Regions from separate parts of the Anser cygnoides genome. Here region 1 is linked to region 2. Evidence: chromatin contacts called from public Hi-C data. All regions are on one chromosome and are shown on one strand. Each heading gives the region's core, a stretch centred on a gene start, on an enhancer-like site or on the middle of the called end of the contact. The rest is flanking DNA. Distances are from core to core; before and after follow the strand shown.

The links. A called contact is a pair of places that touch in the nucleus more often than the background predicts.
Region 1: a contact with region 2 is called in a Hi-C map of liver, with 6 times the contacts expected there. The contact joins the promoter of IL13RA1 here to the promoter of IL13RA2 in region 2. A contact is called at or near these places in 2 of 7 Hi-C or Micro-C datasets (both in liver).

Annotation. Positions count from the first base shown.
Region 1 is chr13:13,205,315-13,209,187 of Taihu_goose_T2T_genome, reverse strand. It overlaps IL13RA1 (interleukin 13 receptor subunit alpha 1), which reads right to left and starts at 1,704. Exons shown (of 12, transcript XM_048075648.2): 1 at 1,573-1,704; 2 at 1,489-1,570; 3 at 1,364-1,486. The coding sequence starts at 1,689.
Region 2 is chr13:12,571,296-12,574,929 of Taihu_goose_T2T_genome, reverse strand. IL13RA2 (interleukin 13 receptor subunit alpha 2) reads left to right here and starts at 2,106. Exons shown (of 11, transcript XM_067005378.1): 1 at 2,106-2,330; 2 at 2,601-2,660.

The sequences.
Region 1 (3,873 bases), core at 455-2,954, 630 kb before region 2:
GAAAAGTTTTAGGTTAAAGCACAAGTTTAGGAATTGTGTAGATTAATGTTATATTCAGATGAAAGTTTTCTTTTATTCATAGGCTTGGCCAGTCCCATTTTTTAAAAATATGAAGATATACATACAGTCTAATACTTTTGCTATTAAAATCTCATTGGTACAGCACTGCAGGAAAACATCTCAAAGACAAATTACAAAACACATGAAGGACATTATTATTTTACTCTTAAAAAAAAACAACACGGTAATGGTTTCTAAAAAAGCGTGGCAGTAATTGTAGCAGAGATTAGCAGAAACAATCCCGCATTTAAAAAAAAAAAAGAAATGAAACGTTTTATTTTAAAGAGCAATAAGATGGAAACATCAATGAATGGTTTGTATGAAGTACTGTAAAATATCATAAAATACTTTCTACTTGCATTTTGTCCTCCTATATTTTCTTAAGACTGATTTCATCCTATAAAATTGAATGACAGCCGGTTAAAAAAACAGCAATTCTTTAACGCTTGTTACTGTGCTGGTGCATTAACAGCGGCAAAGATAGAGCAAGGCTTCACCCCCCATTTCCTATTAAACCCTCTCACGCATTCACTCTTCTTTTCCTCCTCCTAAGTCGTCGTGCTCGCAAAAGTGAGGAAACCAAAACTAATGGCAAACGCAAGGTACAAGGCGTACAGTAAGGGAAACTTTGTGCACAGAGCTCCAGTAAACAACAAACCCAGCTTCTTCAGCGCTGTCAGCGACAGCTTTCCTGATTTCCAGGAATCTGCCCCAAGACACACGCACGGAGAAGGCGGTGGGCTTCTGCTTGGATTTTTAAGACACAGACAGCCCCGGGAACCGAAGACAAGAGCTTAAAAGGTATTCGCCGCCCCTGTCAAACGCTGCCTTTACAGAGAAAGACGAGCGGAGTTGTACGCATCCCCTTCCCCCTGTCTCGTAAGACGCCGAGGACGCTCCGAGCACTGATCTCGCCAAAGCTTAGGCGATCTCCACCACGAAACGAAAGCACTGGGCTTCGGTACGCGGACACGAACGTCTCCGCGCCGGCCCGGCCGCCCGCGCCAGCCCCGCAGCCGCTCGGCAGGGGCAGATCCCCGCACGGCGCTGCCGGCACCGCCGCTCCGCCGCCGGGCGCTTCGCCCCGCGGGGCCCCCGAGCCGGTTACGGGCTGGGGCCGGCAGCGAGGCCACCCCGGCCCCGACCCCGCGGGCGAAGCGGCCGGCGGCGGAGCCGCGGTGCCGGCGGCGGAGCCGGCGGCGGAGCCGGCAGCAGAGCGGAGCGAGCCCGGCGCGCTGCTCGCAGCCGGCCGGGGGTCCCACCGCCACCCCCCCCACCCACCCCGGCCCGGCCCGCTCCTCACCTGCCGCCGCCACCGCTGTCACCGCCCAGCAGACGGCGAGGAGCAGCCGGCCCCGCAGCGCAGCTCCGAAGGGACCGGCGGGATCCATGGCTCCGCCGTCCCGGCCGTCCGAGCGCGCCCCTGACTCCCACTTCCCGTAGCGGGGGCCGGGCCAGACGGGAAGAGCCGCGGCGCGGCCCGCCCAGGTAACCCGAGCCGAGCGGGGAGCGGCCTCGGCAGGGCGGTGGCGGCCGCCCCGCCCCTGCTACCTGGGCCGCCCCCGGCCCGGCTCTGCTGCCCCGCACCCGAGGGTGCGGGCTGTGTCTGCCCCGCCGGGGGGGGGGCATCCCCTGCGGGGCCGGGCCCTAGCCCTTCCACTGCCCCCCACCTCCCTCCGGTGCCGCCCCTTGAGTCCCCCCCGCGCCCCCCCTGCCCGTGCTGGCGGTCTTTGCTGCCCATCGGTTCCTCAAGCAGCCCCGCCACCGAGCCACTTTTCTTGTCCCCGGCGCCTTTTGTGCTTCCCAGGGGCCTTCCCCAAGTCCCGCTACAGCCTTGCCACCAAGCCAGAACTTCGTCCGCGCTCCAGGCTCCCGAGCGCTGTCTGCGCATCGCTGTCTGGGGACCACAGGCACCCTGAGGCTCCAGGCTGTTTCCCCCGCTCCAGTGGCACCCCAACGTATGTCGACTGCACTCTCCCCCAACACCCTGCCACTTGCCCTCATGCCGTGCTCAAGGAGAAGATCCCTGGAGCAGTATGGCCATAAACTCTACAAGATCTCGTTTTGAGGGTCAAAGTAATTTTCCTTTTATGACCAGATCTATACTTGTCACCTACTATTATCGAAATGTGCCCAAGACATTAATATCCTCTCACCAGGAAAATGTTAGCAAGTCCCCTAGTAGTTCTCTTGATGTTACACCTAGTTATTCAACTCCCTGCCCAGCAGAACTCCCTTCTTCCCAATCCCTTCTGCAAATTCATGCCATTGCTAGAGTTCTCATCTGTACTAAACGCACATACTGTTCATTGTCTGATCTACTACTACTGAATCGTCTTTCTACAAACATCCCCAAACTTCCTCTGCTTCAGCTCTTTTGCAAGCACAATATGGTCGCTTGCACCATTGCTCTCATTTCTACTGGTGTAATATGGCAGCAGTTTTCCCAGATTTCCACAGAGGTGGAATATCACACGAGTGATCTTTTGACACATTCCAGGACAAGAAAAAAATTGGGATAAGGTGTTTTCTTCTGAACCTAGATTTTTGTGGCAGCTAGCAAGCTTGCTCCTAGTTGTCACATAAATACAGATATAAAAAAGCACAGAAGAAGCAGAAAGGAAACTTTGGCTAAATTTCAGGGCAAACTGAAATTAATTAGTGAAAATTACCTATTCCTAAGTCAACTGCACTGTTTGGTATTTACTCAGCTCTTCAAGGAGTTTTGCAAGAGTTCATCTGCTTTTTAGAGACTCATTTTAGAAAAAGGGAAGCAGATCTTTTTATAATAGGGTGGGGAATATCCTGTGTTAATGCTGTAAATTTTCTTTTCTGCCTGCTTGCTTTTGTACTCCTGGGAAAACAAGAGGATTTAGCAAATTTCCTAGTTGCTGCTATAAAGCACCCAAAGACCTGCAATTATAAACAAATGGAAAGTGTGACTTAAAGTTCCAGGACATGAATTTACATGTCAGGCTGTATAACTGCACGTAGCTGGTGTGGACTATGGTCGCTACAGATGACCTTCATTGACCAAAATTGATCTGAGACCCAGTGACCTCTCCCTTGCTTTCAGTTTCCTTGTTAATGCTTTCTTTCCTTCCTTCTTTCTGTTTTGTCCACTCCTGCTCTTGGGGGACACAGAGCCAAGCCCACATCCAATGCTTAGCATGCTTTTGGCTGCCTGCCCGTAGTTGGAGGCAGTTGAAATGTTTTTCACCGGCAGCCGTCTCCCTCCCCCCTCACTCAGCCTGTCGTCACTTTCCCCTCCCATGTCCCAGTGCACGGCAATCAGAGCTCTTGCCAAACCCTTTGATCCTTACCACCTCCCCAAGACTTCACGTTTCTCAATCTCGGTGAGTCCTGTCCTGCATCTTTCTGTTGCAAATCTCATGCTTCCTGATGTTCTTAGATAATACATCCATGACGCAGTGACAAACTCGTGACAGACACACCTGAGATATTTCTAAAAGACTACTGAATAGCTACTTGGCACATGGCATCATATTTGGTGTAAACTGGTTTAAGATCATACTGGTGATCTGCCCATGGCTGTGTGTTCTTGCGATTTCCACCCATGTTAAGATAGAGATCATGGGCTGTGTAGCAAGTCTGCTGATGCATTAAACAAACAAACAAACAAACAAAAAAAAAACACCATATATTTCTCTACATGTTCTCTAAATCAGATTAATAAATGAGTCTAATGTGTATGACTGCATGATCACTAGGTGCAAGAAGAGGCAGCAGTAATTAGCAGCGGGGGGGGGGGGGGGGGGAGTATGGGGTATGGGATTGTCCCTTCTGGGAGCA
Region 2 (3,634 bases), core at 857-3,356:
AGGATTTCTGCATTTCTCAAGCGTTAGACTTAAGATATTAGGTGTTACCTAAGGTGATAGCTAATATTTTTATGTGCAATGTACTTAAACAGTCTTTAAAGTAGCTGAGCCGCACCTGTAAGGTAAAACTGGGGCAAATGCTAGTTGCCTCCTAATAATAATTGATCTGATACTAAGCTATCTCAGTTTGGGTTTAGTTTGGAAGGCAGCATTGCCTTTTAACAGTGTCTGAGCATGAGAAATGCTATAGCAGAACTTCATTTTTCTTTTTAATAAGAACCACACTTTTCCTCATTTTGTATGTGGGCATAACCTTTATCACAGCAAATGCGAGAGTCTGTTTTACTGAAGGTAGACTGTGAATTTGTTGTGCAGCCTGGCCGGTTGAGAATAACTCCTGACACGAGCTGCTGTGCTCTGGTCTCCTGTGGAGAGCTGGAAGTGCGGGGCTTTCCAAAGCTCTGGTTTGCAGCTTCCCCAGAACCTGTCATTACGCACAAGGGACTTCAGGCACTGATACCTGACAGCTGTGTGCTTCGGAATCCAAATCTGCATCCAGCCAGTGCAGGGACTGGACTCCTACTCAAGTAAATGTGGATGCTGGGGCACCCTTGACTTTCAGTTACAGAAATCCTTGGAGGAGGTAGCTTGTTGGGTGAGGAGCTCTGCTTGCTCAGCAGATGCTGAGTGGAAAACCAGGCATTTCTTTTGCTTTTAGGCTTTTGCAGTAATGTCTCTGTGAGGACTGAGCCAATAAATCACTGTTTATAGCTCTTCAGTAGTGTCTCAATTCATCTTTGCACTGGACTGCTAGCCGTGCATGCTCCATGACATCAGATTTTGGCTCTGGCAGCATAGCATGCCTTTATCCATGACAAATTGAACAGTGTTGATTTTTAATCAAAAATGATGTACTATCTTACCTTTTTACCCCAAGCAAAAAGGCTGTGGTCAGTGCAAATGCTGTTCTGTGAGCTTCTCCAAAGGGCAAACCTAGCAAAGCTGCAACTGGAAAGGATCATGAGGACACTCGTGTGGGAAGGGACCAGCTGCAGCTGTGGCTTTGTAAAGCCACTGTGCTTTTGTAGATCTTCAAGTAGTGTTACCCTCAGGTCCAGTCACACAGATCCACTTCTTTGTCAGTATTAATTTGTCAGTTGTAAAATTTGTAAGTAGTAAATCATTGCTAAATGATCTGGCAAAAACTTTTGTCTCCCACATTCCATGGTCACCTCTGGCCAGAATCAGTCTCTCTCATTAACCAGGTGGAAGGAGACAGTTACTGCTCCTCTCCTTTTCTCTTCAGGGTTATCTAATGCATGCATGCCCCTGGGCACGTACAGGGATTTCAAAACTTCCACAAGAGGCTGATTTGCTCTTTTCCCCAACTCAAATGCCCTGTTGCTGAACCAACCTGTGTAAGAACATCCCCAAATCAAATAATACTGTTGAAATTTAACTCTTCCTGATTTCACTGTCCAATAACTGGAAAGTGCCAGTGCATGCTCGGGAAGACCAACCAGGTGTACCTGTAGCTCAGTGGGGAGCTCTCCTACTAGCATTTCCTCATTTAAAGCTGTAATTTATAGCTGAACTGCCAGCATCTTCTCCCAGGATATGAAGTCCGACTTCTCAGATAGTGCATCGGCTCCATCCCACCAGTGTCACTTTTGCCTGTAACTGCTTGGGGCAGGTTTTTTTCCTCTGTTGCATTTACGAGAGCAGCAGCCATCGGATCAGGACCTCAGTCAAAACACAGTTTATGGGAAATAGCAACAGAGAGAAGTTATTCTTTGGTGAGGAGGAGCCTCACACAATTTGAAAGGCCCCAGGGGAAGCAAAATACAAAATTTCCCATTGAATAAAAAGTTAAAACGTTTTAATTTCATGCCTTTTTTTTTTTCCTTTCTTTCTTGTTCCCACAAATGAAGTGGATCAGCTGTCATCTGCCTGTGGAGACTTGCCCACCCATTCCTGGGATGATGAGTCCTAGTTCAGGAAGTGCGGAGCTCCAGCAGTCCTCACGTTGCAGGTTACGGGAGCTGGGAGATCTGCAACCTCTGAGACTAGCTGGGGTTTTCAAGGCTTTTCCCAGAGAGCCCCCAGCCCTGACCTTGGACGAGGGTGCCTGTGGCGTTTGCCCGTGATGCTGCCCCCACCCCAGGATCACTGCATTGCCAGCAGCCTCGCCGCAAGCTGGCTGGCAGCCAAGCAGGAGTCCGCCAGAAGTTAGCTGGAACCAGTGGATTTCCACAAAACACTTCAGTTTGCATAAATCAGGGTTCTCTGATCAAAATACATCTGGTGACAGGAAAATCCCTCAAATGCTGGTGTGGGACTGTTTACTATATCCCACGTGCACAATGTGCTTACTCTGCTATCTGGGAGGGGATATTGAGCCAGACGTCTGCCGTGAGCAGTGAGCAGTTGTCGTCTTCCCTATTTCTTCATGTGTATCCTATACACTAAACTGTTCCAGGCTGGCTGTTCAGATGCAGCTGCTTGAAACTTGTTCTCTAGAAACAGGAATATATGCAGGACTTTTTATTCAATTTTGCTGTTCCAGGTTTTTTTGTTGTTGTTTTTTTTTTTTTTTACAGCTAGTGAATATTTTCATCTTGCGCATTACCTGGCTCAAAGGAAAGTCCAGAACTGTTACGGTAAGCTGTAACTATGTGATCAGCATTAAATCCCAGCAGCTCATTCTCTGCTGCATTTAGACAAATGGGAGTGGGAGAATTTGTCTGCTTTATGTTGTAATTATATTCTGTTGTGTATTTTTGAAACTCGGCATACCTTTGCAGGTGTAATACAGAATATTGATTTGTGCTTACTAGCATTTCTATATGAATTTGAAAGAGCTTTCCAGTACTTCTTTCTTTTTTAATGGTAATGATGTTTGTGTTCTTGAAATAACTTTGGCTGCTCAGAGAGTTGAAGGTGATGATTGAATTGCAGGTTTACAGACAGACATAATTACACTTTTTTTTTTTTTTTGTATTTACTCTACTGTTGCTACAATTGATACCTGTTCCATACACTGCAAGCCACATTCTAGCTGTTTTGAAATCCTTTCTGTGTGTGGTCACTCCTAACATAAATGTAAATGTATAAATCCCATATTTTTCCTTTTATGGAAATATTTAAATAGTTTTTAATATAACAAACAGTATCTAGGCTTGTCTTAAATCAGCATGGACTCATTAATAAAAATGTGAGCAGATATTGCTGCAGTCTAAGCGTTCCTGGCCAAGCAGTTTCTCTGTTTTACTGCTTGCTCTTTCAGTGGGGGGAAGGGAGGTGAAATTCAAATTATTTGCATCTGCAGAGGAAAAATCAATTCAGCATTTTTTGATTTGATTTTATTTTTTAACTTAAAGAACTTCATTTTGGTTTGTTCGTCATTGGACCAAACATTGTACCATTGATAAAAGCATCCAGCAACGCACCTTTCAACACCTGTGAGATCTTTATGTAAGAGACACAGAGGCTGGGGCTGGGGCTGTTTGCATTGGTCATCCTGAGCCACTGTATGGGACATGCAAGGCACAGGAGAACGGCCCGGCACTGCTGGCCACTCCAAAGGCACCCTGTGCTGTAGGAAAACCATCTCCCTCAAGGGTAAATACTGTTT